Regions from separate parts of the Mus musculus genome. Here regions 1, 3, 4, 5, 6 and 7 are each linked to region 2. The links are chromatin contacts, called in public HiChIP or PLAC-seq and promoter capture Hi-C maps. All regions are on one chromosome and are shown on one strand. Each heading gives the region's core, a stretch centred on a gene start, on an enhancer-like site or on the middle of the called end of the contact. The rest is flanking DNA. Distances are from core to core; before and after follow the strand shown.

The links. Promoter capture Hi-C pulls out the DNA fragments that hold promoters and counts their contacts. HiChIP or PLAC-seq counts read pairs in DNA pulled down with a chosen protein or histone mark.
Region 1: a contact with region 2 is called in a FOXA1 HiChIP or PLAC-seq map of pancreatic cancer cells. The contact joins the enhancer-like site here to the promoter of Rrm2b in region 2. A contact is called at or near these places in 5 of 39 promoter capture datasets (the 3T3-L1 cell line, cranial neural crest, embryonic stem cells and 1 more) and 4 of 115 datasets of contacts at active chromatin or transcription factors (embryonic hindbrain, embryonic limb bud, forebrain and 1 more).
Region 3: a promoter capture Hi-C map of the SN4741 cell line shows a contact between it and region 2, with 4 times the contacts expected there. The contact joins the promoter of Atp6v1c1 here to the promoter of Rrm2b in region 2. A contact is called at or near these places in 9 of 39 promoter capture datasets (the 3T3-L1 cell line, the C10 cell line, the HPC-7 cell line and 5 more), 4 of 484 Hi-C or Micro-C datasets (CD4 T cells, CD8 T cells, pre-B cells and 1 more), 2 of 115 datasets of contacts at active chromatin or transcription factors (large pre-B cells and memory CD8 T cells) and 4 of 9 other capture datasets (adipose tissue, embryonic stem cells, liver and 1 more).
Region 4: an H3K27ac HiChIP or PLAC-seq map of embryonic stem cells shows a contact between it and region 2, with 4 times the contacts expected there. The contact joins the enhancer-like site here to the promoter of Rrm2b in region 2. A contact is called at or near these places in 4 of 39 promoter capture datasets (cranial neural crest, embryonic stem cells, hippocampal neurons and 1 more) and 7 of 115 datasets of contacts at active chromatin or transcription factors (embryonic stem cells, large pre-B cells, pro-B cells and 1 more).
Region 5: a promoter capture Hi-C map of embryonic stem cells shows a contact between it and region 2, with 6 times the contacts expected there. The contact joins the enhancer-like site here to the promoter of Rrm2b in region 2. A contact is called at or near these places in 6 of 39 promoter capture datasets (the 3T3-L1 cell line, cranial neural crest, embryonic stem cells and 3 more) and 4 of 115 datasets of contacts at active chromatin or transcription factors (bone marrow-derived macrophages, embryonic forebrain, embryonic stem cells and 1 more).
Region 6: a contact with region 2 is called in a promoter capture Hi-C map of pre-B cells, with 3 times the contacts expected there. The contact joins the promoter of 2310043O21Rik here to the promoter of Rrm2b in region 2. A contact is called at or near these places in 2 of 39 promoter capture datasets (liver and pre-B cells), 1 of 484 Hi-C or Micro-C datasets (CD4 T cells) and 1 of 9 other capture datasets (liver).
Region 7: a contact with region 2 is called in a promoter capture Hi-C map of embryonic stem cells, with 3 times the contacts expected there. The contact joins the promoter of Grhl2 here to the promoter of Rrm2b in region 2. A contact is called at or near these places in 10 of 39 promoter capture datasets (the 3T3-L1 cell line, cranial neural crest, embryonic stem cells and 6 more), 1 of 484 Hi-C or Micro-C datasets (embryonic stem cells) and 8 of 115 datasets of contacts at active chromatin or transcription factors (astrocytes, embryonic forebrain, embryonic stem cells and 4 more).

Annotation. Positions count from the first base shown.
Region 1 is chr15:37,316,261-37,319,292 of GRCm38.p6, forward strand. The region is part of intron 8 of Grhl2 (grainyhead like transcription factor 2); the gene reads left to right. Among named protein-coding and RNA genes, the nearest start is that of Gm16136, 85 kb to the left of the region's middle. Within about 2 kb of position 1,716, at least 45 of the 459 cell types and tissues checked have an H3K27ac peak or open chromatin away from gene starts, as enhancers often do. A contact at or near this core is called in pancreatic cancer cells, where this site is marked.
Region 2 is chr15:37,959,431-37,962,593 of GRCm38.p6, forward strand. Rrm2b (ribonucleotide reductase M2 B (TP53 inducible)) reads right to left here and starts at 1,625. Exons shown (of 9, transcript NM_199476.1): 1 at 1,414-1,625. The coding sequence starts at 1,461. It overlaps Gm49085 (a long non-coding RNA gene), which reads left to right and starts at 1,728. Exons shown (of 2, transcript XR_003951596.1): 1 at 1,728-2,111.
Region 3 is chr15:38,660,152-38,663,182 of GRCm38.p6, forward strand. Atp6v1c1 (ATPase, H+ transporting, lysosomal V1 subunit C1) reads left to right here and starts at 1,753. Exons shown (of 13, transcript NM_025494.3): 1 at 1,753-1,932.
Region 4 is chr15:37,288,168-37,291,280 of GRCm38.p6, forward strand. It overlaps Grhl2 (grainyhead like transcription factor 2), which reads left to right. Exons shown (of 16, transcript NM_026496.4): 6 at 21-177. Among named protein-coding and RNA genes, the nearest start is that of Gm16136, 57 kb to the left of the region's middle. Within about 2 kb of position 1,699, at least 4 of the 459 cell types and tissues checked have an H3K27ac peak or open chromatin away from gene starts, as enhancers often do. A contact at or near this core is called in embryonic stem cells, where this site is marked.
Region 5 is chr15:37,214,732-37,217,546 of GRCm38.p6, forward strand. No RefSeq gene overlaps it. Among named protein-coding and RNA genes, the nearest start is that of Grhl2, 17 kb to the right of the region's middle. Within about 2 kb of position 1,345, at least 19 of the 459 cell types and tissues checked have an H3K27ac peak or open chromatin away from gene starts, as enhancers often do. A contact at or near this core is called in embryonic stem cells, where this site is marked.
Region 6 is chr15:38,593,499-38,596,332 of GRCm38.p6, forward strand. 2310043O21Rik (RIKEN cDNA 2310043O21 gene) reads right to left here and starts at 1,436. Exons shown (of 3, transcript NR_045757.1): 1 at 1,310-1,436. All of the region lies in intron 2 of Gm41309 (a long non-coding RNA gene), which reads right to left.
Region 7 is chr15:37,231,290-37,234,358 of GRCm38.p6, forward strand. Grhl2 (grainyhead like transcription factor 2) reads left to right here and starts at 1,747. Exons shown (of 16, transcript NM_026496.4): 1 at 1,747-2,117. The coding sequence starts at 2,098. It overlaps Gm16136 (predicted gene 16136), which reads right to left and starts at 1,870. Exons shown (of 2, transcript NR_155442.1): 1 at 1,687-1,870; 2 at 632-1,538.

The DNA of each region.
Region 1 (3,032 bases), core at 466-2,965, 640 kb before region 2:
TGCAAAGCACTGCTTGGCAGAGCCTGCACAGTAGGCAGGTAGGCAGCGTCTGGGTGTGCAGTTCTGATGACAGATGGACAGTGGCGTGACTTTCTCTGTCCATGTGGAATCCTCACATCTTTCTTTTCTCCTTCTGTGTTGGTTTCCTCCGTTAGCTGCTCCCTTCTCCACCTGCAGCTGGAGGTGAGCAAGCCCCTCCCAGCTGCCTGCACTTGAGTCGGGAATGAAGGTACAGCCTCTCGACTAGCTTAAGAGACAGCTTGGAAACAAATCAGCTCTATGATGGCAGTGACATTTCACTACAGAAAGCAGCGAATTAGGGGGAACAGAGTTATTTTAATCTCCTTGGGCAGTCCCAACTTTATAGTTAGTAAAGTGAGACTGTGCTAATTAAAAGATTAGCTTAAACTCAGTACCTAATTGTGGTGAATCTATCACGTCTCAGATTTCTTTTCTTCCTCCTCTTTTTTTTTATTTAATTTTCGTGTGTGTGTGTGTGTGTGAGTGTGTGTGTGTGTGAATGTGTGTGTGTGTGTGTGAGTGTGTGTGTGTGTGAGTGTGAGTGTGTGAGTGTGTGTGTGTGTGTGTGTGTGTGTGTGTGGAGGATGTCAGATTCCCCTTGAACTGCAGTTATAGGTAATTGTGAGCCACCAGACATGGGTGCTGGGAACTAAATCTGGGTCCTCCGAAAGAGCAGCAAATGCACTTGCCTGCTGAGCCACGTCTCTATCTGTCTTTTCCAGTATTTCTTTTTCAACTGAAATGTCTGATGGATGCTGCTATAGAGACATGTAGCAGAGGCTGGCTGTGATTTCTTGATTGCCCTGCCTCCATTGCCCAGTACTGGAATTACAGGCATGTGCAATCACACCCTGCATTATTGATGCTGTGTGCCAAATACAGAACTCTAAAAAGTCACACTTGGGGGTCTGGAGATGGCTTAGTGGATAAGAGCACTAGTGATTCTTTCTTGTAGAGGACCCAGGTTCTATTTCCAGCACCCACATGGTCACTCACAACCATCTGTGATTCCAATTTGGAGGGATCTGATGTTTTCTCCTAAACTCAGGGCATGGGACATGCATGAGGTACATATACATATATATGCATGCACACATATATGCAAAACACTCATGCACACGGAGTAAAATAAATAAATCTAAAAAGCAATTTACAGAAAGTTAAACTTGGTAGTCACAAAGCACCTTCCTCGGGTATATTTCTAAATGGCTAGTGTTCTATCTGCCTTGAACTCTTAGACACGAGAGCGGGGGGGGGGGGGTGTATAAATATTGGTTTTCAGGATGCACAGAGAGAGCCAAAGACTGTCTAAAGGAGATGATATTTCTGAGGTTCATAACTTTGCTGGTCCCCCACCCCACATCCCTTTGCTTCTAAGTGAATTGAGAGAAACGGCCATTTGCACGGACATCACTCTCCCACTTTTACTAAGTTAGTGTTTTGCCTAACTGAGGCCCAATTTTAAACAGGTTATCTGATAGAGAATATTATGGGGCATCCCGTAGTCTCAAAAGCAAAGAGAACACTGGGAGAGGCTCCTGGGAGAGGTCTCGAAAAGATTGAGTTACACACAGCCAAGCAGGGCAAATGGTGTTTTTATGTGTTTTCTGGGGCGTGGTGTGGGTGGAGGGAGCTCTAAAAGGGAAAAGCAAACATTTGCTGGAGTCTTTGGTACTGAACTTAAACAAAGCCATGCCTTTGTTCCCCTTTTATAAGGCCAGGGCTGACAGGAACAGCTATGAGGCTGGAGCTAATGCTGTGAGCAAGGACTAAGGACTAATCTTTGGATGGCATCTCACTGAAGATATCAGTTGATCTTTTTTGTTAGCGTGGAGTAGCCATGGTTTCTGCCCCTCATTCTACTTATGGCTCCGTACATAACAGCTATGGACCATTGTGTTGTGCAGAGAATTGGATTACACACTTGGATTTCACGACATAATGGTGTGTGCTTGTGTGCACAGTGACTAATATTTGTTCAGTAATTACTATATCTCAGGCACCCTGCCAGGCCTTTATATATATATTACTCAATTATTCGTGTTTCTAAGCAGGTGACAGTTTTCATCTAACTAAGGAGTGATTTAAAGTTAGCTGGTTTCACTCAGTAACACAGCAAATGCATAACAGAGCCGAGCAAGCCGAGACCGAGCATGGAGCATGACCTCCAGTCCAACTGCTTCGTGTTCGGCGGGTCATCTCCACTCTCACGGACAGTGAGACAATGGTGCATTTGAGGCAGCACACGAGGTACCAGTTTCTGGAGATTCATGGCCAGGCACAGATCCCATTCTCAGAAAAGTTAGGGACAGGCTTGGAGCTAAGACGAACTTCTAGTACCCCTGTCTGGGATTACAGGCAGGAACCACGCTCTCTTTTCTTTTCTCTTGTCATTTCTGCATTTTTTTTAAAAATTTTAAATATTTAGATGAGAAATTAGAATAGTGTGATTAATGACACACAGGCTAAACTTAGGTCAATTCATTACTAATATTTGTCCAGCTTTTCTCTCTTCCCCTCCTCGCCTCCTGTCCTGCACTTGGCCATTTGGCACGCAGAAGAGGAAGCCAGCCCTGTGGGGTCAGAGAGGGTGGGCAGGGAGGGGAGAGGGGGCTGCTGCATTTCTAGAGTTGGAAAGATGAGCACCCAGGATGGGGCTGGGAAGCAGGAGTTTTCATAAGGCTTCCTCTAGATCGAAGGGAACATGCATCTGAAAGCTTGGGCTACAAAAAGATGCTGCTGATCTGGGCAGTGTTGGCGCACCCCTTTAATCCCAGCACTTGGAAGGGAGAGACAGACAGATTTCTGAGTTTGAGGCCAGCCTGGTCTACAGAATGAGTTCCAGGACAGCCAGGGCTACACAGAGAAACCCTGTCTCAAAAACAAAACAAAAACAAAGATGCTGCTGAGAAAGCACAGCTGAAGAGAACAACACCAGCAGCCAACTTACATTCCTGTGTACCGCTTGTACAAAACCTACACAGAAAGACATTCACGGTGGATTTGTTTAT
Region 2 (3,163 bases), core at 375-2,874:
AAAAAAATCTACATGTTAGGAGACTAATAAACCTCATTTATTTCCCTTTAAGATGGCCCTTAAATCAACTGTGCTAAGATCACCTGAAGTGCCTGTTACAAAGGCAGGTTGTAGGCTTGGTAATTTAGTTTTTATTAATCACTCCACATGCTTCTGATACAAATAGCCCGCACTGCCCTATCATATCCAAAATAAAAATAAAAAACTAAAAAACAAAGTGCTTACGATATCCCGAATCTCAAAAACTCTTGGATTCGTTAAAAAAAAAAAAAAAAAAAAAAGTACTCACTAAAATTTATTCTAGGTCTAAACCTTTGCTCTGTCTTTATGAATTAAAAGTAATTTTTTTTTTTAAAAGTTAACTTTCAGGTGTTAAGCCAGAATGATTCCTGGTGTCATTGGCAAACCAGAGAAGTCTAAATATTGCCGGAAAGGAGAAATTGGTGCTGAGTATCTTTGTTTCAAGGGGAAAATTAAGGGATAGACATAATTTATTATTAAACGATTACAGAATAAAAATCAACTTAGAACCTCCATCTTTGTCTAGAAATGCCAGTATAAGCATGAATATATGTGGGCTCAAACTTTTATGGCCCCTTCCAACTTGCCACAGTATTAACTTCAAGACACCACAAAGAGAAACAGGCTCACATACCAAAAAAAAAAAAAAAAAAAAAAAAAAAAGTATTACTTGTATTCCAGATGGTTTAGAATATTTGTCTCCAAAATGTGGAGTTGGAATTACACAGTAACAACTTACATTACTATAAAGCCGTATAATTTTTGTTTGCTCTTATTACATACTTCTTTCTGCTAGCACGGGTTAATTTTAGATTTATTAAACACTTTGCATAAAGCACTTCATTCTTTGTGAAGGAAGAAACACTTCCACTACTGAAATGAAGAGACACCCCGAAGATTCAGTTAGAAGTTCGGTGTGAGGAAAACTGGTCTCCCAGTCTTTTATTCGTTGTAAGGGTTTCTCGTCCTCCCTTCACCTGTCATCTCCTCCCCTCATCCACCTGCATCAGTTTCCACACGAGTTCCTCAACTGCATCTGATGGTTCACCTCTCTTGCGTAGATCCGTCACAGCCCTTTTTCACCCGCCAGGGCTCCCGACAAGAAAAGAAAGACTGGAGAGCAGAGGTTGGAGAACAAGGGGACACGGAGACTTCCTCAGCCGGGACCTGAGTGTTCCTGCTCCGCCCTGAGCAGAGCAGCACAGCGTCCATGCTCGCCCTTCCCGACTCCCCAACACTAGCCTGAGGTGAGGGCGCTTCCTTTCGGCCTGCACAGTGTTTCTGACGGCGACGAATAAAATACTACTCTACAGCGGACCTGCGACTGACTCGCAGCAACCTAAAGTCCGGGCGTGACCCAGGGGTGGAGGATGAAGCGACTGCGACATTTACCTCACCCTTCTCCGGCCTGGCCGCTTCCGGCCTTTCCGGGTCGCCCATCGCGCAGACTCCACCAGAGCCACCCGAGCTGAGGAACTGAGCGCGGCCGACCAAATCCTAGTAGGATCAGATCGTCCTGTGCGAACCTCCTCCTGCTCCGGGCACGCCTTGCCGCGCCGGTCCTGGGTTCTAGCCGGCCCATTGAGGGGCCTTCTCTGCGGTGGCTCCGCCCAGGCACGCTACTCTCGGCGCCTGAAAGATCCGCCTTTCCTGCCGGCCCCGCCCCACTGCCTAGAGATCCGCCTACCTCAGCCGGCTCCACCCAGCGTCTCAGAGATCCGCCTACCTCAGCCGGCCCCGGCCCGCCCCGCCAGAGATCCGCCTACCTCAGCTGGCCCCGCCCCTCGCCGCCGAACTCTGCTTCCTCGGCTGGCCCGCTTCTCTTCACTGAGCAGGGTCCCCACTCCGGCGACGGCTGCGTAAGTTCAGTCCGCAGTACCAGAGCACTTCAAGCCTGTTCTTTAGCGTCGCATGACCCCGCCCACTCTTGCTCCCCCAGCTTCCGCGCTGTTGCCCAGCCTGTCATCTGCTCTGAATTCTAGAGCGTCTACTGGAATTTGCAGTCTGCCTACTTGTGCCAGACTACCTGGTACACGAGGTGACTGGCACGCCGGGACATTCCCTAGCCCTCGTGGTGCCCCAGCGACACGGTAGGTTGCACCCAGTCAGTCCAAGAGACTGCCAGAGTGGCTGTAGAGCTGCCCACTGGATGGGATGTGGAAAGCAGGGTGGGAGGTCGACACTGTTAAAAACTCCAAGGAGAAAGGAACTCTTGTATTTCAGCAACCAAAAGGAGAAACTGGAGGGGGAAAGTGTGTGCGTGAATGGAGCTTGAGAATGAGTAGGAAAAATAGCTAAATCCTGGGAAATACCTTGAAGTCTTTGTGATTGTTTAACTGAGTAATATTTATTGAACTTTCACAACCTGATAGGTTCTATTCTGCTAAGCCCTTTATGTGAATTAATCTTTGAGATATTTCCCTGTAGTCGATACTGCAATTTTCATGTTCCAGATTAAACTGAACCCGAAGATAAATAGCCAAGATTAAGCAACCAAAATACGGTAGACTCCAATATCCTTGCTACGGATACTTTTCAAAGCAAAGGTTAAAGTTGTAAAGAGATTCAACACTTTTGTATTGCAAGGGCCAAAGACAGTGAATAATGATGGTGGCAATACTCTTGGTTGAATTGCTTCTATGTTTTCAGCATATGGTACATATATGGTAGTACGACAGAAAAATATAATGAGCGGGATGGGACTGTAGCTCATTAGGTGATGATGTACAAGGCCTTGGGTTCAATCCCCAGCACTACCCCTTCTTGTATACAAACACAAATAAGATATACAAATTAAATAATAATATGGTGAAAGAAGAGTTGAGTATGGTATTGAACACCTCTGATCCCAGCATCTTGGATAGGAGCAGGAGGATCGTGAAACCAAGGTCGTCTTGGGCTAGATGGGAAGATCCAGTCTCAAAGCCAAAAACCAAAAACGTGAAAAAGAAGTAAGAGATTTTCAGTAGATTCTGGAAAGAGCCTTGTTATGACTTCAACATCTGGCAACTGCTTGGTGGTTAGCCTCTAAAATAGAAAGCAGGATAGAAATTTTGCTTTAAGCTCTAAAGCTTAATTAACCTGAAGCGAGTTATCTTTCTTGGAGCAATATGATCAAATGCTGAGTAAAAACTTTTTATAT
Region 3 (3,031 bases), core at 503-3,002, 700 kb after region 2:
AGGAAGCTGTGGTTTGGTGAACGAGGCATCCTACACAGCCTTAGGAATTTGAATACTTGGTCCCTGTTTGGTGGGACTGTTTGAGGAAATTTAGGGGCTGTGGCCTTGCTGGAGGAAGTATGTCACTGTAAGGGGCAAAGACTCATACCGTTTTTTTCCTTTGCTTTCTGCTTCCTGCTTGTTATTTGATTTGTGAGCTCTCAGCTATTATGATTGCTATGTCTGTCTACTGCCACACTTCCCTGCTGTGATGGTAATGGACTGGAATGTGTTTTATCACAGCAATAGGAAAGCAATGAATACAGAAGGGTTTCTTTTGGCTCACAGTTCAGCAAGGTGGTGAGAGTAATTGTAGCTCTGAAGGCAGGAGTCTGAGAGCCCTGGTTACATTGTATTGGTAGTCAGGAAGCAGAGAGCAATGAATGTTGATGCTTAGCTTTCTCCTTTAAAAAAAGATTATTTATTTGACAATTTTATTACATTTATTTATTTGTGGGTACTACAGCTTGCATGTGGAGATGGGAGGCTATCTTGCAGAATACACTTTGTGGTTCTGGGGATACAATTCAGGCCATCAGTCTTGGTGGTTAGTGCCCCATTACCTGTTGAACCTTCTCTCTCTAATCCTATTTATCATTTTTAAAAGATTAATTTTATTTGTATTTATGTGTATGAGTGTTTTGTCTTCCTGGGAGTGCATATGATTACAGGTTCTGCAGGAGGCCAGATGAAGCCAATCGGATCTCCTGGAGGTAGCTGGAGTCACAAGGCACTCCAGGTGGGTGCCAGTAAGGAATTCAGATCCTCTGTGAGAGCAGTATGTGTTCTTAACCTCAGAGCCATCTCTCTAAGCCTCGAAAAAAAAAAAAAAAACATTCTGTGTTGGTTCCTATCATTCAAGATGCTGCTGCCCATATTCGAGGTGAATGTCCTACATTAAACCTGGCTGGAAACTCCCTCCAAGAGGTTTGTCTCCTAGCAATTCTAAAGCCAGTCAGGTTGACAATGGAAATCTATTATTCCGCTTGCTAGTAAGAACAGCCAGGAGTGCCCACACATTGTGCAAACAGAACCATAACCTCTGGAGCTTCACTTTGCTAAGCTGTAAATCTAAAAACGATTAAAATAGACAAGTCCCCAATCCTCTATGCAACCTAAAATGCTGAGATATGCACCACCTAACTTCTCAACCAATGAGATGTGCACGGTTTGTGAGAGTAGGTTGATATCTATTTTTCTGGAACCCAAGGCTGATGGTTTTTCCCTGTCCATAAACCTTTCTTGACTTCCTGTATCCATTTTGGTACCCCTAAACCAGACAGTTTGGAGTTCCTGGCAAGGGGGTCACTCCACTAGCTAATTCTAAAAAACTAATTAACAATGTTTGGTGCTGAGTAACTAAACCTGAACACTTTATCACTTTATGGAACGAAGTGATACCAGATTGGATGAAAAATATGAAACTACTGAAGTGGATTATTAGAAAAAATTTCCCCGAAACCTGGACTGTCAAAACTTGCAGTGCAGAAGTCAGTGCAGGAGCTTGGGGGAGTCTGAATGGCTGAAACCTGTGGGTAATTTTAGGGTGGGCGGGAATTTTCTGGTGGCTGGCCAACCACCGCAGGTGCATCTGGAGGAGCGGCAAGCTCCGCCCACCCGGAAGCCCGCTCTGCGCGCTCTCTCAGCCCCGCCTTCTCCGGAGGCCTGGCCGCATCGTGATTGCGCGCAGTGGTGCGCGCGCGTAGGCGGAGCGGCGTGCGCCGCGGTCAGCTGACTGCTCCGGCTGGCACGTGACTTGCTCTGGGCGCAGGGGTCGAGGAAGCCGAAAGGCCGGAGCTTAGGTCCGGGAGGGATGGAGCGCTGAGCGGTTAACGTCTACCAGGCTTCCTGCCTCCGCACCTGTCGCCGCCGCCGCCTCCTGAGACACCTCGGGTCAGTGAGCGATAGCCCTGCGGGGAGCTGACGCTGCAGTGGCCGCCGGGGAAGGATGGGGGCGGCGCGGGGGCCTAGACTGTGGCGTCGGACCTGCAACCGGCCTGGGTGCGGGCTCTCCGCATCTCAGGGCCTAGGGTTGGTGTCTTTGGAAGAAGAAGGAGGGGGAAGGGGCCCAGACGGGGAACTCAGTGGCAGAAGGGAGAAGTGTTGTACATTCGGGTCCTTCTTGGGTGGGAATCCCAGCGAGTCCTGGTCACTTGTGAGAAGGTGGACAGTGACAGAATGCCTCAGGTGAGGCTCAGGGTTCACCGGCGTGTGTGTGCAGTCTCCACTGGGTGTTTACGCCTGTATGTGAATAGAAGGGATTACAGTTTTCAGGGCGGAAGGGGTGCCCACTGCAGGCAGGGGGCGGTCACAGAGGACACGGGGGTCATTGTAGGCAGTGGATGAAACAGGAATACAGGCAGCTTAAAAACATTTCACTAGATTGGGGTTGGGGGAGGTTAAACAACATCCCCGAAAAGGAACTGGTGGACAGAGTCTCTTATAAGGCAGATTGAATCACCTATGAGGCATAAGAGGGAAGCTTGTGTTCTTTTCAGAGGAAAAATGTTATCAGGGGGAAAATTGTCTACTCTGTACTTAGTGGTGCCCCGGGAATGAAATGGTCGGGTGTGAATAGCCCAGCCCTAAAAGTTCACATTGATGGTGGGAAGATAAGTCACAGGGGAAAGATGAGGTTGTATAGAACTGGTAAAAACAGAAGGAGGAGAAAAGTATCCTGGAGGAAAGAAAACTTGAGTTTGGGTCTTGGCAAGTCGGTGGGATTGGAGGCAACAGAGGAGAACTTTTTACTCAGTGAAAGCCTCGTTATTTGAGGGCCTGATGAGAGAAGAAGACATGATTTAGGGGTGCCAAAGGCCAGGCTTTTGTAGTAGGCTGCATTGTGGAAAAGTGGGAAATAGTTTTGAAGTCTGGTGATACTTGTTCATATACTGCATGCTCTATGGCTGATACTATGGGAGTGCTAAGGTTTAGGAAGCAGACAGGGACTCTGCTGTCAGAGCTTCCAGACAGATTCAGAGGAGATAGGTTT
Region 4 (3,113 bases), core at 449-2,948, 670 kb before region 2:
TTTGTGTTTCCTCTTCACAGTGGTACATTTCAGTACACCCTGGAAGCCACCAAATCTCTCCGTCAGAAGCAGGGGGAGGGCCCCATGACCTACCTCAACAAAGGACAATTCTATGCCATAACACTCAGTGAGACTGGAGACAACAAATGCTTCCGACACCCCATCAGCAAAGTCAGGGTATGCGCCACATTTCTCAAAATAGAACTCCAGGGTGGTCAGGGGGTGGGGTTGCTCCCCAACATACCCGTGGAATGGCATGGAGAAAAAGTCCAAAATAAATAACTCAGAAAGTCTCGTTCAAGAGAGCCTATTTATTGCTCGTAGTTTATCATTTTAATCAGTAACCAATAAAGCTCGGGGGAGCGACTTGTCTGAACTTGCGTTCCCTGCACCAAGGAATCCCCCCTCACCTCTTTCATGGCTTGTAGGCTGTGCGGTTTTCAGCTGATCTGTAGTAGATCAGGGTATGTTTGTGAGTAACGAGTAGCAGAGAGTACTTTCTGCCGAGTCTTGGACCATTTATAACCCTTACAAAGCCTTCTGCAGCCCCTGGCTTATTCAGGATTCAAAAGGCGAGGAGGTACGATTCCCACAGCGGCAGCTTGGAGGGATTTCAGATTCACGAGTATTAATCTCTTGTGTGGGAAATGACATGAGTTGTCACTGTCTGTCTGCTTTGGATGCATGCCAGACTGGCATGCTCGCTACTGCCAACAGGGAGCTGATAGGTAGTCCATCTCCACTTAAAAAAAAAACCAAAAAACAAAAAAAAACCAAACCTTACAGCAGGGGTTAGAAAAGGCTTGGAAGACTTTCCTGCTTCGTTGCAATATAGATTTTCCTGCTCTCTTATAAACTGCTCCCTGCCACTGTACCTGTGGTCCCCAGCCCGTCAGATTCTGTCTGTAGATGTGTCCTACTAAGCGTTTCAGCTTGAGAAGTAGGGAACCGTGGCATGTCCAGAGCCCAGTGCCCCAACCATATATGTCCAGAGCACAGTGCCCCTACCACATATGGGCCAAGTAAGTTCCCAAGCAAGGTGAGCCCATTGGCGATCAAAAGGTACCCAGGGTACTGTTCACCATGAGGGACAGCAACCTGTTCCAACCCTGTGGCCAGAACTATGGTGGAGGGCCTACTGTATCAACAAGAATGCATTGCATCAAGTCACACAGCAATGATGTCTTCTTTGTATCAGGGATTGCACTAGGCACTGGATGCCTAATAACTTACTGAAACTAAACCACAACCCATTTTAATAATAATAATAATAATAATAATAATAATAATAATAATAATAATTGATGATGATGATGAAGCACATTGTTCTATTACAGTACTATACATAAGAAAACTTGGCTTTCAGAAGCTAATAAGTGGGGTAACTAAGATGGGCGGGATTGCTGGGGTAGGTCCCAGGCTGCCAGCTTCCTGACTAACTCTTTTAGCATGAGGATGGGCTGCATGGTGCATGGTGTTTGCCTAGGGGGTCTCTAGTCCTAATCCATGTGAGACTTTGGGTTCTACCCCCAGCACCACCAAGAAAACCAAGCACAACTAGGAACAGTGCTCTGTGGAGCCTCCTGGAGGGATGAAAAGCAGAGGGCTTTCTCCTTGGGTCTTAATCCAGACATGGTTATCTGGGGGGAACAGGTGGGATACAGTTTAATCATATGTATACGAGCTCCATGCAGCCATTGCTCTGAAAAGGTGGCAGCCATGTAAGTGACATCTGTTGGGACTTTCCCAATGATTCCACTTTGGTGGGATCATGAAAGTCTTTTAATATGGAAATGTAAAACTGGGTGTGGTGACTGGGTGTGGTGATGCATGTCTTTAATCCCAGCAGTGGGGAGGCAGAGGTCAGCAGGTATCTGAAAGCTTGAGACTGACTAGCCTTGTGAATAAGATGAATTCCAGTACAGCCAGGGTTGTTAAACAATTTTCTGGAAAACTCTCTCTCTCTCTCTCTCTCTCTCTCTCTCTCTCTCTCTCTCTCTCTCACACACACACACACACACACACACACACACACACACACACACACACACACACAGAGAGCAAAAACAACAACAACAACAACAAACCCAAAAACAAACCAAAACCATGAAATAACTGGTCAGTATGGAAGTTTTATCTTCTTTTGTTCCGTTTTTCTGGAAATGTGATCTGAACCAGGTAAGGCACCTCATATCTGAAATCCTGGAGTAATTCTGGAGTCTGCGGCAGGGTCGTGGCAGCCTGCCTTCCAGAAGGACAGCCAACATATGTAAATTTATGCAAATGATGTCTGTTTGAAATTTAGAACTGCAGTGAGGTTTAGATTCTATTTTTTTTAAAGATTTATTTATTTTATAAAAGTACTTTTTTTTTTTGATTTATTTATCATATGTAAGTACACTGTAGCTGTCTTCTGTAGCTGTCTTCAGACACACCAGAAGAGGGCATCAGATCTCATTACAGATGGGTGTGAGCCACCATGTGGTTGCTGGGACTTGAACTCAGGACCTCTGGAAGAGCAATCAGTGCTCTTAACCCCTGAGCCACCTCTCCAGCCCAACATTTAGATTCTTATTTCTGTGAAACAGAATTGGTTGCTCTAGCTCATGTAAAGGACAGCCATGTTTTGCTGGAGTGCAGCGCTGCCCTTGTACTTTTGGGTTATGAGTTCTCTGACGTTTGAAATATGTTTATCAATATGAGTTTTGTCTCCTACCATGTCTGTGTTTCCTGTGCAATTCTCTTATTGCCTGTTCCACTCCAGCCTGAGGCACTTCCCTAGGCGAGAGATGAATGTCTGCTTCTTTACAAATGGCACCAATTCGACTTAAGACAGGTTTCAGATGTGTTTTTGCCAATGTAAGCCAAATGCTTTTCAGTTTCGAGCTAACTCTGCAAAGTATACCAACTGTGCCAAAGGCTGCTTCATCTGGTTGTCAGGATGCTGTGGTAGGAATGACGAAGGGTTTCGTTTTTATCCAGGCTGTTCCCAGTGTGTGTGTATGTGTGGGTGTCTGCACACATGCACAAATACCTACAAGGAAGATAACTTCAGAAGTTGCTTCTCTTCCATCCACCCTATGCCTCACAAAAAGCTAACTCAGGTCTCCAGG
Region 5 (2,815 bases), core at 95-2,594, 740 kb before region 2:
CCCCTCCCCCTCCCTCACCCCCTCCCCCTCTTCCTCTCCCCCATCCCCCTCCTCCTTCTTCTCTAAATTTACCACCTGACAAAAACAGTGCAGTGAAGGCTGAAATCCACTAGCTTGGTTCATATGCTGGTACAACATGGTCAAGCCAGCACCTGACAGGAGCCAACCCTACACTAGTGACTGTGGACTGGAAGAGTTTCTCATCTCACTGGCAGTTAGAATAGCAGATGGTGGTGTGCCCTCCCTGTGGATAAGAAGCAGCTAGCTCTGAGCATTCAGTTTAAGAAGATACTGGAAGTCAAGGAAGCCAGAGCCTTGAGAGGAGCTTGAGTTGTATCTGTCCAATTAGGACAGTCATTTCAGACCTTGCGATGCCCTGGATGATTTCTGCTGTCTTCCCTCTCATCTAAGTCAGGATGGTTGGCTGTAAAACCATCAAGTGTGCACACTCCATCAAGAGAGGGGACCAGCCCCCTGCCCTCTGGCAAGCATGGTGGCATCCCAGAGAAGGAATGGATGTGGGGGAGAGAGACTTGTCTCCCACTCTGGTCCTGGAACCCCTCACACATTAAGTAAACAAACAGCCATTCGAGTCTCTTTGGAGCTCTGGAGGAAAGATGAGAGTCAGCGTTGTGGTGGCTTTAGAACAGAGAATCACAGAGAACTGCATTTTGTCTGTTGCCTTTACTTAAAACTGCATTTGAATAAGTCAGTTTGAGCGATCAAAAACAATGTGGATCGTGGGGAAGGGAGATGTTTGTTTGCTGTACAAACATGGGGTTAGAGCATCTTCGTGGTCTGAGGCACAGGACTAAAAGACAGAAAGATATGTGAGCTAAGGAATCCCACAGCCTGTGAGTCACGGAATCTGCCCCAAGAAGCCGCAATGAGCAGTGACTGAAAGCTTCAACGTCAGACCGTGAGGACAATCAGAAACACAGCTGGGACGGTTCCTGTATTTGTAAATAAAGAACAACTGAGTTGACTGTCCCTGGGAGCTCTATGGAACCCTGGGCGGTGGTGCCCTTGGCGGCGTGCGTGACCTTGCCTTTACGTATGCTTTATGTACTGACACGAAGGGAGATCTCCTTTGCATGCAGCAAGACCTAGGTGCAGAGCCCCCCACCCTCGTTCTATTAACCTTTTGGTCCTTGGAGAAGGAGACGTCTGCTAATGACAAAGGGAGTAAGCAGCAAGGGGCGGTGGTCTTTCCACCCCAAGACCCCTTTGTGCCCAGCATGGGCTGGAGTCAGGGAGGAGGCAGGCTCGCTTCAGGCCGACGGCCCCTGCAGGGGGCAGTTCAGAGAGGTAGAGAACTGAGAGCGATCTAAGCAGAGACAGTGGCCCAGGCTTCTTAACCTTACTCTGGGTTTGCTTAGCGCCTGACAAAGACGTGCATTGTGAAGAATGGGGCTGAATCTTTCTTCTATGCTTTTAAGCAAAGCGGCGCTGCTTTCTCTAGTCTTAGAGGGAGAGGAGAGAACTAAAAAATCTTCTTTTCCATGCACAAGGCTCTTTACAAACACCTTCACTTAAAACCCAGCCATTTTGTGATCTAACCTGGCCATTATTGGTCCCCTTTTATAGCAGTGATCTGAAAGGTGAAGTGACTTTTCTATACATCAAGGCCACAGCGGGGCCACATTTCAAGCCTAAGTGTGCCTGGTTCTAGAACCTTCTCTCTGGGTCTCAGTATATACAACACAGTCTCCCCTGCTCTTTTCTTCTTTTGCCCATTTGAAAGAAGAAAAATATTGTGATGGGGTGGATAGGTCAGCGTTTAAGAGCACGTGCTGATCTTTCAGAGGACGGAGGTTTGGTTTCCAGCACCTCACTTGGGCTGGCTCCAGTCCCAGGACAATCTGATGTCCTTTTCTGACCTCCACGGGTACCAGGTATGCTTATGACACATAAACATACATGAAGCAAGACACCCAACTACATAAAATGAGTAAAGTTGAAGCTGGTAAATAAGTAATTTTAAAATTAAAAAAAAAATGTGTCCGTGTGCACATACAGAGGTCAGGGGACAACTGAGGGAAGTTGGTTCTCTCCTCCCACCTGTAGGGCTGGGCTTCTCTGCTGGTTTCTGTGTAACCTAAGCTGTGATAGCACCTGCCTTTAAACCCAGCACTGGGCAGGCAGATCTCTGTGTTCGAAGCCAGCCTGGGCTACACAGAGAAACCCTGTCTCAAAAAAATAAAGGCATTTTTTAAAGGTGATATATTATTCCTTAGAAAGTTAAAAATCAGACTGGGTTTCACTCCTGAGTTCATATCAGAGGCAACTGACAACAGAGTATGAACGAGGCATCTGTATTTGTGCTCATAGCAACATTATTCACAATCGATTGCATGCAGATAAACAACCCAACTGCCCACCACGGAAACATGAAGGGAGCTTTCATAGGCTGGTGAGAGGGTGACGGTGCTTGCTGCTGAGCCTGACACCCCCAGGGCCCACATGGTTGAAGGAGTGAACTGATTCTACATATTATCTGCTGACCTCCTCCCTGTGTGCTCGGCAGTACCCTCCTCCCAGCAAATAAATGCATGCTTAAAAAAAAAAAAAAAAAAAAAAAAAAAAAGGTTGTCTTAGGGGGAAAAAAACTAAATAAAAGGAAAGAAAGATTCAATCCTCAGGACAAACAAAAGGAGCAAAATGCAGTGTGAACATAATGGGATTATATTATATTATTATCCAACCTTGGAAAGTCTTGCCAAGTGCTACAACATGGGTGGATGCTGCAGGCACCACGCCGAAGAAATAAGCCAATCACAGAAAGAGAAATACTGTGTGATTCCTGTCAGATGAA
Region 6 (2,834 bases), core at 186-2,685, 630 kb after region 2:
TTTATCTCAAAAGAAGAATGGGGAAGAGGACAACAGGAAGAAAAAGAAATTGATTGGGGTGGTGCACGCCAATCATCCCAAGGACCAGATGCTCTGAGGGAAAAAAGGCACAGGCTTAACACCGGCCTGGACTACACAGTGGGTTCCAGTCCTGCCTTGGCTACATAATGAGAGTTCATCTCAAAACCCAAACCAAACAAAGAAACAGAGAAAGAGAGAGGGATGAAGAGGGGAGAGAGGAGAGGTGGAGTGGGCGTTACAGGGGAGGAGCTACCATGTGATGGACGTCCTGGCATGAGTCTCAGCTGAACCGTGGAAGGCTCTTGGGCTGGCAGTAACCGAGTTGCCTTGAGTTTGGTGTTCCCAGACTTAGCAAATAAAAGCAGTCAGACCTGAACTTTTTTTTGTTTGTTTGTTTTGTTTTTGGAGACAAGGTTTCTCTGTGTAGCCCTGGCTGTCCTGGAACTCACTCTGTAGACCAGGCTGGCCTCAAACTCAGAAATCTGCCTGCCTCTGCCTCCCAAGTGATAGGATTAAAGGCGTGCACCACCATACCCGACAGACTTGAACTTTATATATAAACAGTGATGTATATATTTTTTAGCAAGTGCCCCTTGCTTTACAGCAACTTATATATTAACGTTTATCTGAAACGCAAATGAACTAAGCACCACGGGAGAAGTCTTGCAACAGCATGTGGGGGCCATGTTGGCCAGTGTCCGAATTCAGACTTCTGCAGTAGCTGGGCTTGACCTTGGAGGAACACATTCCTTTCCACAGAGGTAATTCTCATGCGGTCTGACAGCCTGCCAGCAGCCCACTCAGCCACTGAAGAAACAACTCCCTTGGGTCTTGATGGGGAACAAGGAGCATCTGTCGGGGTATCTGCTATAGAAGCTGACTCCTGATAACGTGCTTGCTGCTGTGTGCTTGAAGACTGGTTGCACAGCGCAGAATCGATGAGTGGGTCATAGCATCGGCGCCAAACCCACCATGAGAGCCGAGAAGCACGGGAAACATGCCATGATTACTGTGCAGTGGCAATCTGGTTGAGCTGCTGCTGTGGATACCGAGACCAGTTCACTGGCCAGTACACTCTCAACATACAATCACCATATTGAGTTACCTTGATTTGTTTGTTTGTTTGTTTGTTTGTTTTTCAGAGCTGAGGCCCAATCCCAGGGCCTCGCGATTGCTAAGCAAGCACTCTGAGCTAAATCCCCAACCCCAAGCACCCCCATATAGAGTACCGTACCTCCACTGTTACCAAGTCCTGGCATGGTCACTGTTTGGGTCACTGTGCACCTACCTTCTAGCTCTGCGGTGGCAAGAGATGTCTTGCTTCTTGCCTAGTTTCTCACACATTATTTTCCCCTGAAAGAATTAAAAGTCTACCTCAGGGCCTGGCCCTGACATCAGGAGCTGGTGATGCCTCTGAGAATATGTCTGAGTCATATTCCAGAATATGACCAACTCCAAGAATATGTCTGAGTCATATTCCATCTTTGACCAACTCCAAGATATGTAATGAAGAAGCTGAGCTGATGCTGTGGCTCAGTTGGTAGACTGATTGCCAAGCCTGAGTAAAACCCTGGGTTTGATTCTCCAGCACCACATTTAAAAAGCAGCCATGATGGCACATGTCTAAAATTCTAACAGGAGACAGGAGGGGATTCAAGGTCTTCCTCTGCATAAAACCATGAAAAGGTCTAGGCTATCCTGGGCTACATAAGATTTGTGTCAAAAAAGAAAAGAGAGAGAGAGAGAGAGAGAGAGAGAGAGAGAGAGAGAGAGAGGAAAGGAAAGAAAAGGAAAGGAAAGGAAAGGAAAGAAAGAGGAAAGGGAAGGGAAGGGAAGGGAAGGGAAGGGAAGGGAAGGGAAGGGAAGGGAAGGGAAGGGAAGGGGAAGGGAAGGGAAGGGAGAAGGAAACGTGCACAGAAGTCCCTAGTGAGGTCCGTGCAGCTATAACCCAGCACTTGGAAGGTGGAGGCCAGAAGAAGATCAAGGTCTTTATAGCTGACTTTGAAGCCAGCTTGGGCCACATAAGATCCTGTCTTGGAAAAGCAAAATGTTACTGTATCCTTTTAATGATTGATACTATTGCTTCTTTGGGTTTTGATTTTGTTTTGAAATAAAATCTCCTATGGTGCCCAGGCTGGATGTAGTTAGTTTTTCTGCCTCAGCTTCCCTAAGGACTGGGATTACAGCTCCACATCTGTAGCCAGAGATTTTCCTAGTCTGGGATCATAAATATCTGTTACATTTGTCTCCTAAAGGCATTTTGATTTTTAATCTTAGATTTACGATTTCTCCTCACTTCTGGGGGTCAAACTCAGGACCTGCACATGCTAGACAAACAACCCCCTTAGAGCAGGACTAGATTATTTCCACTTGCTGGGTTTTGAGACACAGCCTTTCTATGAGTCCAGGCTGCCCTTGAACTTGCCACCCCCCACCCCTGTGTCAGACACTTTAGAGCTAGGATTACAGGTCTGAGTCATGACACCCAGCGTGGATTAGAGTCTCCTGATGAGGCCGTCTCCTCCCTGAATTAATAAACAGAGATGCTTGGTCGACTGCCTTAAAATAGACTATATCTCAGGCATTACTAAAGAACAGTTCTTTAATTGGATCCCAGTCGGCCTGTGGGTTGTAAAACTAATCTCAACATGTTATTTATTAATTCTTTAGCAGTGAGACCTGGCATTGAAGCCTGCATGCTGCTGTTTTGCGAAGCTTTTCTTGTTCCCTTTATCTGAGAGCATATACTGGGCTGAAATACAAAGCCATATTTTTTTATTTTTTTTTTTTTACTGTAGAAGATCCATCCTCAG
Region 7 (3,069 bases), core at 497-2,996, 730 kb before region 2:
ATAGGACAAGGTGTCCCAGGATGACAGCCAATCCATAAAACAGATCATCTCCATTGGATCTGGAGGGTAGGAGCTCTGCAGGCTTGTTTGCAGGGAGAAGATGGAATGGGATATTTGGTCTTTTGGAAACTAAATTTTACAGTCACTTGGTAGATTTGTTATAGAACCATATCAGGATAGGTTCGTAATAAACTAAACAAAAGGTAAAAAAGGAAACCACCACACTACATCAGTGCTCTCTGTTGCCACTGAAACTCGACCAGATACATACTTCTTAGTCTCTAACCTGAGGAGGGACCATGATGGGGGCTGGAACTGGAAGCAAAAGAGTAGAGGAGTTAGCAGCTCATAACGAGTAGCAAGTGTTCAAACCACAACGTTGATGCATCAGGAGATGCGCACAACAGGGGGCAAGCCACAGAGCCACCCGCCCACCCACCCGGCATCGGCGGAATGTGACTGTCTCTAGAGGAGGGAAAAAGAAAGTAAGGTGCACACGGATACCGTGTTCAAACTGTGTTAAAAATATATTGTTTCTAAAAAGTACCTGTATGGGTGCTTATGTTATTATCTAAAATAAAATAGAATCGTTAAAGTCAGTTGCTAAGAGTGGAAATAAAGAACAACCAAACCTAGTGCCGTAATTTAATTCCCCCAAATCATGTGACCTGCAAAGGTTTAATACAGAAGTTGTGTCAAATCTGACAGCTCCAGTGCTCCAGTGTTGACTTGACATAAATGTGGCAAAGCTTTCCATACCCTCCTGTATTTCCACCACGCTCATGTATGGGCTAGATCCCTGTCAGAACTCCCACAAATACTTAATTCTCGTAGCAGCGATTATAAATGACACCTGGCTACTTCGCACTGTTCCGGACCAGAAGAGAACCCACACAAACAAGTCACTTTCATCCTGCGTTGTTCCCCTGGCAACCATATTAAACTGCAAGGATAAAGAGCCTTTGTAGTAGCTGCTTCTATTGAATTACAATGTAAATGTTGATGCTTGCCTAGAAATGTCAACGGGCGACAGGCTTATGGAACAGATGCAGTAGTTGTTCCGCAGCGCAGGAATCCCAGGCTGCGGAGAGATGCAAGAGGTGCGCCCGGGCCACCTTAAGAGTCTATTCAACCGAATCTCCTTTCTCCATTAAAGCCACGCCGCACTTCATAGATCCAGTTCAGGAAAGGTCGCTCGACTAGTTGAAAACTGAAAACGACCTGCTATCTTCTATGCATCAGAGCAGGAGAAGAGTTTGTTGTGGATAAGAATGCTAACAATGCAATTACGCAAGAGACCCGGCAATCCGTTCCTTTCCCACTCAGCATAGCGTAACTCTAGTTCCCTGACTCTTCTGCCCGCCACACAGTTTTCGTCCCGCGAGTGTCAAGTGGCAGGTGGTGAACTGGCCATTTGGTTCCGGGTGGCTTGTTGATTTCTGGGTTCAGCATTCTGTCGTCCTTCGGTTTGACCCACGGTACCTAGTGTCTGTAGTGGCGCTCCCCGCTCCGTCTCTCCCATCACCTCTACCCTGCCCCTAGTCAGGGAAGAAAGCCAAAAGTGGGTAGAAGTCAGCTCGCAGAGTCTCCAGCGTGCCACCGCTCCACTCAGGTAAACTTCGCAGTGAGTGACCTGCACTTGGAGAAGGGCCTTACCTGAGCGCGCCTCTGCCAATGGCAGCTCACCTGAGGGAGCACCGCAGCCAATCACCGCGCAGCTCGGCCCTCGGGCTTGTACCCTTTAGTGAAAGAATTCAGCGCCTTGCGAGAAAGTTACCTGTGGCCGCCCAAGTCCGCCACTTTGCGCTCTGTGTCTGCCCATTGCAGCGATCCGGGAGGACTCCGCGCCGCCGGGCCGCCTCCGAGCGCGGGCCCCATGTGAGGGCTCCCTCCCCCCATCCCACCTTTCCGGCTAGGTGAGGGCGCGAGCGAGCGGGCGAGCGAGAGTGGTGAGGGGGGACGAAAGCAGAATTACCTGTAGCTCTTGTTCTGCCATCTCGGGCGCTCTCACACACCTTCACCTGCACAGACTTGAAAGTCCAGTTTCACCAGAGGCTGAGGCTCCAGGAAAAGGGGAGCGAGTTCATTGGATCAAACATGTCACAAGAGTCGGACAAGTAAGTGGGTCGCACGCGCCGGCGGCGGCTGCCGCTGCCCCTTTGGGCTGATGGCAACTGGTTTGTTGTGTTTTTGTTTTTTTTGTTTTTGTTTTTGTTTTTTAAGTCGCTATTGTTGGATTTTGATTTTGTATTTTTTTCCTCTCTTTTTACTTTTTTCTTTTTGGTGTATCCAGACCCTCTCGGATTATTTCTACCCCGATTCAGGGGAGAGACCCTACTCGAACGTGAATGTTTAAAACCCGTTTTGGGGCCTTGCAAGTAAACGTGGGTTTTCTTTGCTTCCTCCCCGACGAATGAGCTCAGCTCCCACTGCCCCGACCAACGGACCCTTGGGCACTGATTGAGGTTTTGGCAGATGGTGGCGGGAGGCCTGTAGTTAACCCCCTTGCCTGGAGGTGCTCCCCAGCCTCAGACTTCCTGGGCCGGTTGGAAGTTCAGTCGACTTCCTTCGATTAGGCCAAAGGGCCTGCTGGAAAAGCGGTCTGGGCCTCTTTTGTGTGCGCTCAACAAAGGCCTTTTATGCGATTGCAGACACGGCCATCTTCCCCACTGCGGCGACCCGGGGTGCATGTGCGCCCCAGCGCGGGTCTCCGACGGGACGGAGGAGCGGGCAGGCCGCGATGGCGGGTCCGTGGGTGTGCCCGCGCCTCGCTCCTTCCCGCAGCCCACGCAGTGGCCAGTCACCTCGCGCAGGTGCGGGACAGGACCTCTCGGGAATGGGGGACTGATTTTGAGGCCGAGTACGAAGGGGTGCCCACACTTGGGCCGGTCTCCCTGCGCCCCGACGTCTCTGGCTCATACGCGTCCGGTGACCGCGCGGCCCACTGTTCGGAGGCCGCCACCTCGGGCGTGGGGCTCGATCGGCCTTCGCCGAGGCTGTCGAGGGCAAGGGGGTGGGGGAGCATGGTGGAGCACCGGGACTCCGGGCTCTCTGCGTCCTCGACCGGAG